Linked DNA regions of Mus musculus: region 1 is linked to region 2. Evidence: chromatin contacts called from public promoter capture Hi-C data. All regions are on one chromosome and are shown on one strand. Each heading gives the region's core, a stretch centred on a gene start, on an enhancer-like site or on the middle of the called end of the contact. The rest is flanking DNA. Distances are from core to core; before and after follow the strand shown.

What was found. Promoter capture Hi-C pulls out the DNA fragments that hold promoters and counts their contacts.
Region 1: a contact with region 2 is called in a promoter capture Hi-C map of liver, with 2.2 times the contacts expected there. The contact joins the promoter of Ryr1 here to the promoter of Dll3 in region 2. A contact is called at or near these places in 2 of 39 promoter capture datasets (both in liver) and 1 of 9 other capture datasets (liver).

The regions. Positions count from the first base shown.
Region 1 is chr7:29,123,032-29,126,763 of GRCm38.p6, reverse strand. Ryr1 (ryanodine receptor 1, skeletal muscle) reads left to right here and starts at 1,613. Exons shown (of 106, transcript NM_009109.2): 1 at 1,613-1,799. The coding sequence starts at 1,749.
Region 2 is chr7:28,300,397-28,304,112 of GRCm38.p6, reverse strand. Dll3 (delta like canonical Notch ligand 3) reads left to right here and starts at 2,328. Exons shown (of 9, transcript NM_007866.2): 1 at 2,328-2,429; 2 at 2,548-2,829. The coding sequence starts at 2,367.

The sequences.
Region 1 (3,732 bases), core at 364-2,863, 820 kb before region 2:
CTGCAGACTTGGCACTGTGAGAGTGGGGAAATTGTGCCCCCTAAAGGTTACCCTGGGGACTACAGGGCATTTAGGAGATCTCCGCAGGGGCCACGTGCTTTTATTTTCTGCTGGCTGTTAAGCATGCCAATAATAGCATGGTTGTGAGAAACTAGTGGTAATAAAAAGATCTTAGCTCACACCTGAACTGCAACAGGTGGGTAAGAGACATCAGTCAGGACTACTTCAAAAGGCAGGTTTTAGCTGGGGGCTCGGGGGTGGGGTGGGGTGGGGTGGGGTGGGGTGGGGTGGGGTAGGGTGGGGTGGGGTGACGCATTTGTTTAACCTCAGTGCTGGGAGGCAGAGGCCTGGGATGTTTGCGAGTTCAAGGTCAGGCTGGTGTTTTCTCTCCCCCCTCCCACACCCATGCCCCTGCCCCCCAGTTTTGAGACAGGGTATCAGGTAGCACAGGCTGGCCTCCAGCTAGGGAGCTGAGGTTGACTTTGAGTTTCTGATCCTTTCTGCTTGCTGGAATTACAGACTCACATGGCCACTCCCAGTTTATGGATGGAACCCGGGGCTTTGTGACAGCTAGATAAACATTATATCGACTAGGGCATGCCTGCAGCCCTGTTTTTGTCTCTGTTTTGATACAGGGTCTTTTTTTTTTTTTTCTTCCTTTTCTTTATTTACATTTCAAAAATTTTCCCTGTTCCAGATCTCCCCTTCGGAAACCCTCTATCCCATCCCCCCTCCTCTTGCTTCTATGGGGGTGCTCCCCCATCCACCCTCCCACTCCTGTCTTCCCACCATAGCATTCTCCTATACTGGGGCATCCATTGAACACCCTTAGGCCCAAGTGCCACTCCTCCCACTGATGTGCAACAAGGCCATCCTCTGCCACATATGCGGCCGGAGCCATGGGTCCCTCCATGTGTATTCTTTTGTTGGTGGTCCAGTCCCCCGGAGTTCCAGGGGGTCTGGCTGGTTGACACTGAGATAGGCTCTTATTATGCGGTCCCAACTCCAGATTTACAATCCTCTTGCCTCAATCTCTTCAGAGCTTGGATGATAAGCCATACCACTCTGTCTGGTACTAAGTGATTTTTTTTTTAATGTTAGGGGATGTGGTGTGCATCCAAGCTACAACTGTGTGATTCTGCAGCAAGGGTGAAGCTCAGTTTAGCCATTAAGAAAGGGATGGAACTAGGCTGAGGGTGTAGCCCAATGGTAGAATGCTTGCCTGGCATGCAAGTGATCTAGGGTTTGAACCACGGCATTACATAAATCAGATGGGGCCAGAGGTTCAAGATCACTCTTGACTACATGTGGAGTTTAAGGCCATTCTGAAGTACATGACACTCGGAGGGGGAGGGGAAGGGGAGGGAGAGAGGAAGGGGTAAAGGGAGAGCCAGCCAAACAAATATATACATGATATCTCACTGTGACCATGGCCACTCAGCTACTTTCTAGACACCCAGTTCACTGGAGAGAACGAACACCTTCCACCAAGAGTTTGTGCTGTGGGCGGGGTTCTGAACAGGGGCGTAGCTTGTCCCATGCTTGCCCAATGGGTGTGCGGTGGGGCGGGGACCTTCTCTCATTGTGTCCCGCACAGGGCATGCTTCCTGCAGTTCCATCTCCCTCGCGGGTGCCTCTGGCTTCCCTAGAGGTCTCCGACCCCAGCCCGCCCTCAGGTTCCCCGCCAAGCCTGCAGCCCCCTCTCGCCATCCTCAGACCCTAGCCCGGGACACCCGGGGATTGCCATCATGGGTGATGGAGGAGGTGAAGGCGAGGACGAGGTCCAGTTTTTGCGGACGGTACGTTTTTGTCTGGGTCCGGAGGTCTTGGGTGATTTCTTGCTTACTTTTCTGAGAGTCTCTCTGTCTCTTCCCTGCTTGCTGGTGGTCTCTGAAATCCGAGGTCACTTTGTCTTTCCGTTTTTTCTCATCACCTTTTCGACCACGGAGAATTAGCAGGATTTAGGAGGACCGAGTGGGCAGGAGAGGGTGGGATCCTCAGACGCCCTCTCCTGACATAAGAGATTTGGGGTCATTGAGGAAGCACCCCGCCTCCTGCCGTTCTGGAAGCAGGCACTTGAGGAAGGTGGTTCTAATTCTTGGGCTTAATTTAGCTGTCCTCCACCGCCACCCCAGCCCTCATTCCCTTCTTGCTCCAGGCTCTGACCTATTTAAATTCTTGGGAAGGGGGCTGGGGTGGGCTGGACAACACCTTTCTTTTCAACTCCTAGTCTTTGGCCGTCTCCTTGGGGGTCTCTTGGAGCTTCAATGTACTTTTCCCCTCGGTTTTGGCGAGGAGGATTTAACTATGTCAGCTAATGGCCTCTGAGGGTACCTGGGTGATGAAGTCTTTCTCAGCTCCTTGGTATATCTTATGTCTGAGTCTCTGTCTCTTGGCCCTTGGCTTCAGCCTTCTGCGTGTGGCTGTCCCTCTGATCCTGTCTCTCTGAATCTCAGATCTCCAGCTGGGGGCAGGGATGGGACTTGGGACAACAGGTGTCTCTCCCAGAATAGCCCTCTTTTCTGGGCTCTGGGTAGGGGACAGGGAGGGGACAAGAGGGGGAGGGGCTGCCTTTTTCTTAGTCCTTCCCACCATATCCTCCCATGGGCTGAGATGGGGGTTGGATATGGGAGATGGTCTCTGTTGGGGCCAGGTCTGCTGACCCTGCACTCTCTCCCCCCCAACCCCCCACCCCCGAGGTCCTGGGTCCACACAGAAATGCTGACGCAGCATTCCTGACCCAGAATAGGACCCTGGTAGGCTGGGTCCGGTTTCTTGGGAGGGAGGAACAAACAGCTGGGGCTGGTAATGAAGGATGGGGACAGCTGGACTGTGAAGCCACTGGAGGAGGGCCTCTCCCCAGCCCCAGCCCCTTAGCCTACACCATGGCTTTCCATTGCCCTAGTAAGCCAATGGCTGTGGCTCCCAGCTGCTGAGCAGTCACTGCACCAGGCCCCGTGCCCAGGGCCTCAGCCTCCTGAGGTGTCTAATTATATTCTCATTGCCCTATCTTCTGAGGTAGGGCCCTATCTTTATCTCCCAGGGAGATTTGAGGGAAACCAAGCCCCATGTGGTAGACTTGCCCAAGGTCAAGGCCAGGAAGTGGCCTCCCTGAGTGCCCTGGGAGGCCAAGGTTTGCTTTCAAAAGAGGAAATCTGGACCAGGCTTGCTAGGGTAGCCAGTGTCAGGGGGTCAAAGGCCCCAGGATGGGTCTGCTTGCCTCAATGTTACTGGGGTTGTGTGGTACTTTCTTCCAAAAACCAACCAACCAAACAACCAAACAACCAAAAAAACCCCTCGTTTACATCATATCCCCCCCCTATAAGAAAGAATCTGTATAGCAACCCAGGGCGTGGCTTATGTATTTATTGGTATTATTAAACAAACAAACAAACAAACAAACAAAAATTCCAACTTTAAAGCAGGTTGTGGTGGTATAGATCCATGATTCCAGTGCTGGGCCAGCCTGGGCAATGTTGTAAGTTCAAGAGCAGCCTAAGTTACCTAGGAAAACTTAGTGTCAAACCAAACCAAACCAAACCAAACCAAACCAAACCAAACCAAACCAAACCAAACCAAACCATCAACTTGACTATGGTATAACTGACGAGCTATAAATTATAGAGATTCAAACGGGGCGGTGTTAGAGAGGCTCTGTGTGTACGGAAAGCTGGCTTCACACTTGACACATAGCCAAGGGTGACCTTGAACTCCTGATCCTTTTGTCTCCAC
Region 2 (3,716 bases), core at 1,079-3,578:
TAAAAGAACAACAGTGGACCAAAGCTTGCTGTAGGGATAGGATCCTGGGTGGAATGGGTTGTGGGTGGAGGGAACGTGGTTTTTGGAGTTGGGGTCCCTCAGAGCCCTCTGAGGGAGGGGCCCTCATGTCTGAGATGATCTTGCTATGTAGCTCAAATTGGCTTTGCACTTAATTGGCCCTCCTGCCTCAGCCTCTTGAGTACTGTGGTTATAAACATGTACCCCTACAGTCTTCTAGAATGGATTTGAAATGTGACTTAAGTCTGCTACCTCAGCCCTGTCTCGTGTCACTCCCACTGGAGGAGAGAATTGAACATAGGTGCAGGAGCCCTGAGACAGTGCTCATATGATGAGGCGGGAAGCATTTAACCCCAAATGCCCTGTTCTCCAGGGCTCTCTGTGTGGAGTCGTTTGTGTGTATAGTCATGTCCCCTCCTCACACCCCAAGACAGTAGTGAACAAGGCTGCTAGGAAGCAGTGTCCTACTGTTCCCTCAGGGGAGATGTAAGGCAGGCAGTTGTGGGGGGATAGAGATAAAAAATGGGGGCAGAGAAAAGGGGAACACATAAGACTATAATTCTAGCTATTCGGGAAACAGGCAGGCAGGAGTGTGGAGGGTTTTGGGCTGGCCACTCTGTCTCAGACTAGGCAAGGGCTGGGGTGGTAGCTCAGCCGGAGTGCTAACCTAACAGGCATAAGGAGTGTTCACAGGAAAGAGAACTGAGGAGAGAAGCAGTGGTTTGGGGCCTTAGAGGTGTTTGTTTGTTTTATATTTTTATATGTCTGGGGGCAGAGTAGGCATGGGCATCCGGTAAGAGAAGAGTGGTGGGGGTAGTTCCTGGCCATGTGGATCCACGGGTGAAAACAGGCTTGGCAGAAAGTGCCCTGCCTAAGTCATCTCACCAGCTGGAAGATGCTGTTTTAGACCGGATGGAATGATCTGGAGCGCCTCTTTGGAAGGTGTGTGCCAGCAGAGTCTACAGTGAGAGGAAAAGCTCCTGGGATGGCTGGTCGGGCAGGCATGATCGTCCCAGGGCCTCAGCCTTTGCTGTTCACAATGTGTTTGCTCCAGGATCCTCCTCACACCCCAGGCCTTAGCAGGGGCTCTGTTTCTGTGCGTAACAAAGTCCTAAACAGCTAAGACTTTCAGAAATCCCTTAAAGTCTGCTTTATTTGTGATTCAGAGCTCTGGAAATACCACCTTGCCTCGTGGTGAAGCAAAACCAGGTGTGGTAGGGTTTTGTGGTATTTTCCTGTATTGGTTTTGAGAAAGGCTTTATGTCGTCTAGGCTGGCTTCTTTCTCTTGTTTGTCCTGCTTCTGCACTGCTGGGATTACAGGTCTGCCATGCCCACCCACGCCTCTTTTTCGACTAAACATTTAGTGGGACTATAGCCGTCTCCCCTCTACAAGACAAATGTGGATATAGGAGCAACTTATATTTTCCCTAAAATTACTAGCTCTGAGTATTAACTTAGTATTTACTGGGGGTGGGGAGTGGGTTTCCTCTGTTTCTGCAGCCTTGCTCACCGTCTGACTTCAGCACACTAGCCTGGGCACCTGCACCTAAATTGTTTTACTTGCCTGGATCCTGCGAAATCCCACCTCCTCGCCCCCCGGGGTGGGATGAGCAGCTCCATTCATCTGGGGTGGAGAGTGGGGCCCTGGTGCCCGAAGACTGAAGACTAATTTCCTGTCCGTTTGCCTCTCACACCTTCCTGAGCCCAAATGGGAGGCCCAGCTGCGGCCCAAGGGGGAGGGGCACGGCCGCCCGGCAGATGGCGACATTTACATACAGCTGGGAGGCCCCTCCAAGACCAGGATCCTAGCCTGGCGTCTGGTGGCGATACTGGCTTCGCGGAGGGGGGGCTTTGTTTTAAGAAGGGGAAACACACATGCATACACACGAGAGGTCTTCCACAAACACACAGGGGTCCACACAAAGAACTCAGGATTCTTCCTCACCGCCTCCTCTGTGGGGCTCCGAAACACAACCTCACACACAGCCGGCTGGAGACGCATTCACTGCACTCATGGGTTCATAGGGTCCTCCACAGCGGACAGGAGCTCACATAAGTACATACATGATAGAGAGGAATGCACCTGTATTTCCGTTCTCCCACTTCAGTACGCACAGTATCTTAGAAATTAACCCCTGCCGCTTTCAGATTGGCGCATGCAATCACACTCAGGATGAACCTCACCAAGTCGCCCACATAGAGTTACTGTATCCCTTTCCCTGGGACCCCTCTCGGCCGGTAGCTAAAAGACTGGCCTGAAGGGGCGGAGCGTCCCCTCAAATATAAGACTCCGGCATCCAGCAGCTGCGACTCCTGAGACTATTTCCCCATCCTGTCCCCCAAAGCAATGGTCTCTCTGCAGGTGTCTCCGCTTTCCCAGACGCTGATCCTGGCTTTTCTTCTTCCTCAGGTCAGATACAGAAAGGAAAGGAACAGATGGGGTTGGGCCGAGACCTGGAGGTCTTAGAGACTTTCATGGGGCACACAGATACCTAGGTCCCTTAACCTTGTGGCCCTCTCTGTCCCAGGCACTGCCAGCTGGTGTCTTCGAGCTACAAATTCATTCTTTCGGGCCAGGCCCAGGCCTCGGGACCCCACGCTCCCCCTGCAACGCCCGAGGCCCTTGCCGCCTCTTCTTCAGGGTCTGCCTGAAGCCCGGAGTCTCCCAGGAGGCCACCGAGTCCCTGTGCGCCCTGGGCGCAGCACTGAGCACGAGCGTCCCGGTCTATACGGAGCACCCCGGAGAGTCAGCGGCTGCCCTGCCGCTGCCTGATGGCCTCGTACGTGTGCCCTTCCGCGATGCTTGGCCGGTGAGTCCAACCTCCACCTCTTTCTGTCCCCCCCCAGCTCCCGACACCATCCCGTGCCCCAGAGCCTTTACTACCCCCTCCTCTCCGAAACCCACATTCCCAGACCCCCTCCGCTATTCTCTTCAGGGATGTCTTAAAACTGGGCTTCTCATCTTTTTGTGGTTGTGTGTGTGTGTGTGTGTGTGTGTGTGTGTGTGTGTGTGTGTGTGTGTGTTATACTCACGAATACGCTTTACAGCGATATGTGGACAATTTCAGTTCTGCCCTTTATTTACCATGTGGGACCCAGGGGGTTGGACTAAGGTTTTCAGTAAGTGTTTTTTACCCAGTGAATCCTCTTCTCATCCTGTTTTGTTGTTATTGTTTGTATTTTGTTTTGTATTTTTAGAGACAAGCCTGGCTGTCTCTGAGTTCACTATGTAGCTAAATCTGGTCGTGAGTTCCTGATCCTCCTGTCTTCACTCACTCCCATCTCCCAAGTGCTGGAGTTATGGGGTGCAATAGCAAGTCGAGTTGGGGTCTTTGTCTTTATTCTAGATCTCTTCTTTGGACCTGGGGCTCCTCTCAAGCACTTTCTTGAGGTCACCTAATCTCTCATGTTTCCAGCCTTAGTTCTTTTGGTTGGGACATCAGGTCACTTACTGAATCCTGGTCCCCATCCCTGTACCCTGCACATCTCAAAAAGAATCAGGGCCCGTATTTGAAATGTAGACATTGTTGGGAACTTTTTCCATATTTTATTTCCTCACCTGTAGATGGGAACACCTTAGTATGTCCTTTTGGACAGGGTCTTGCTAGATACCCCAAACTAACCTCATATTTGAAACCCTCCTATCTCAGCCTCCTGAGCGCTGGGATTACAGGTATGTGCAAACACACTTGGCACA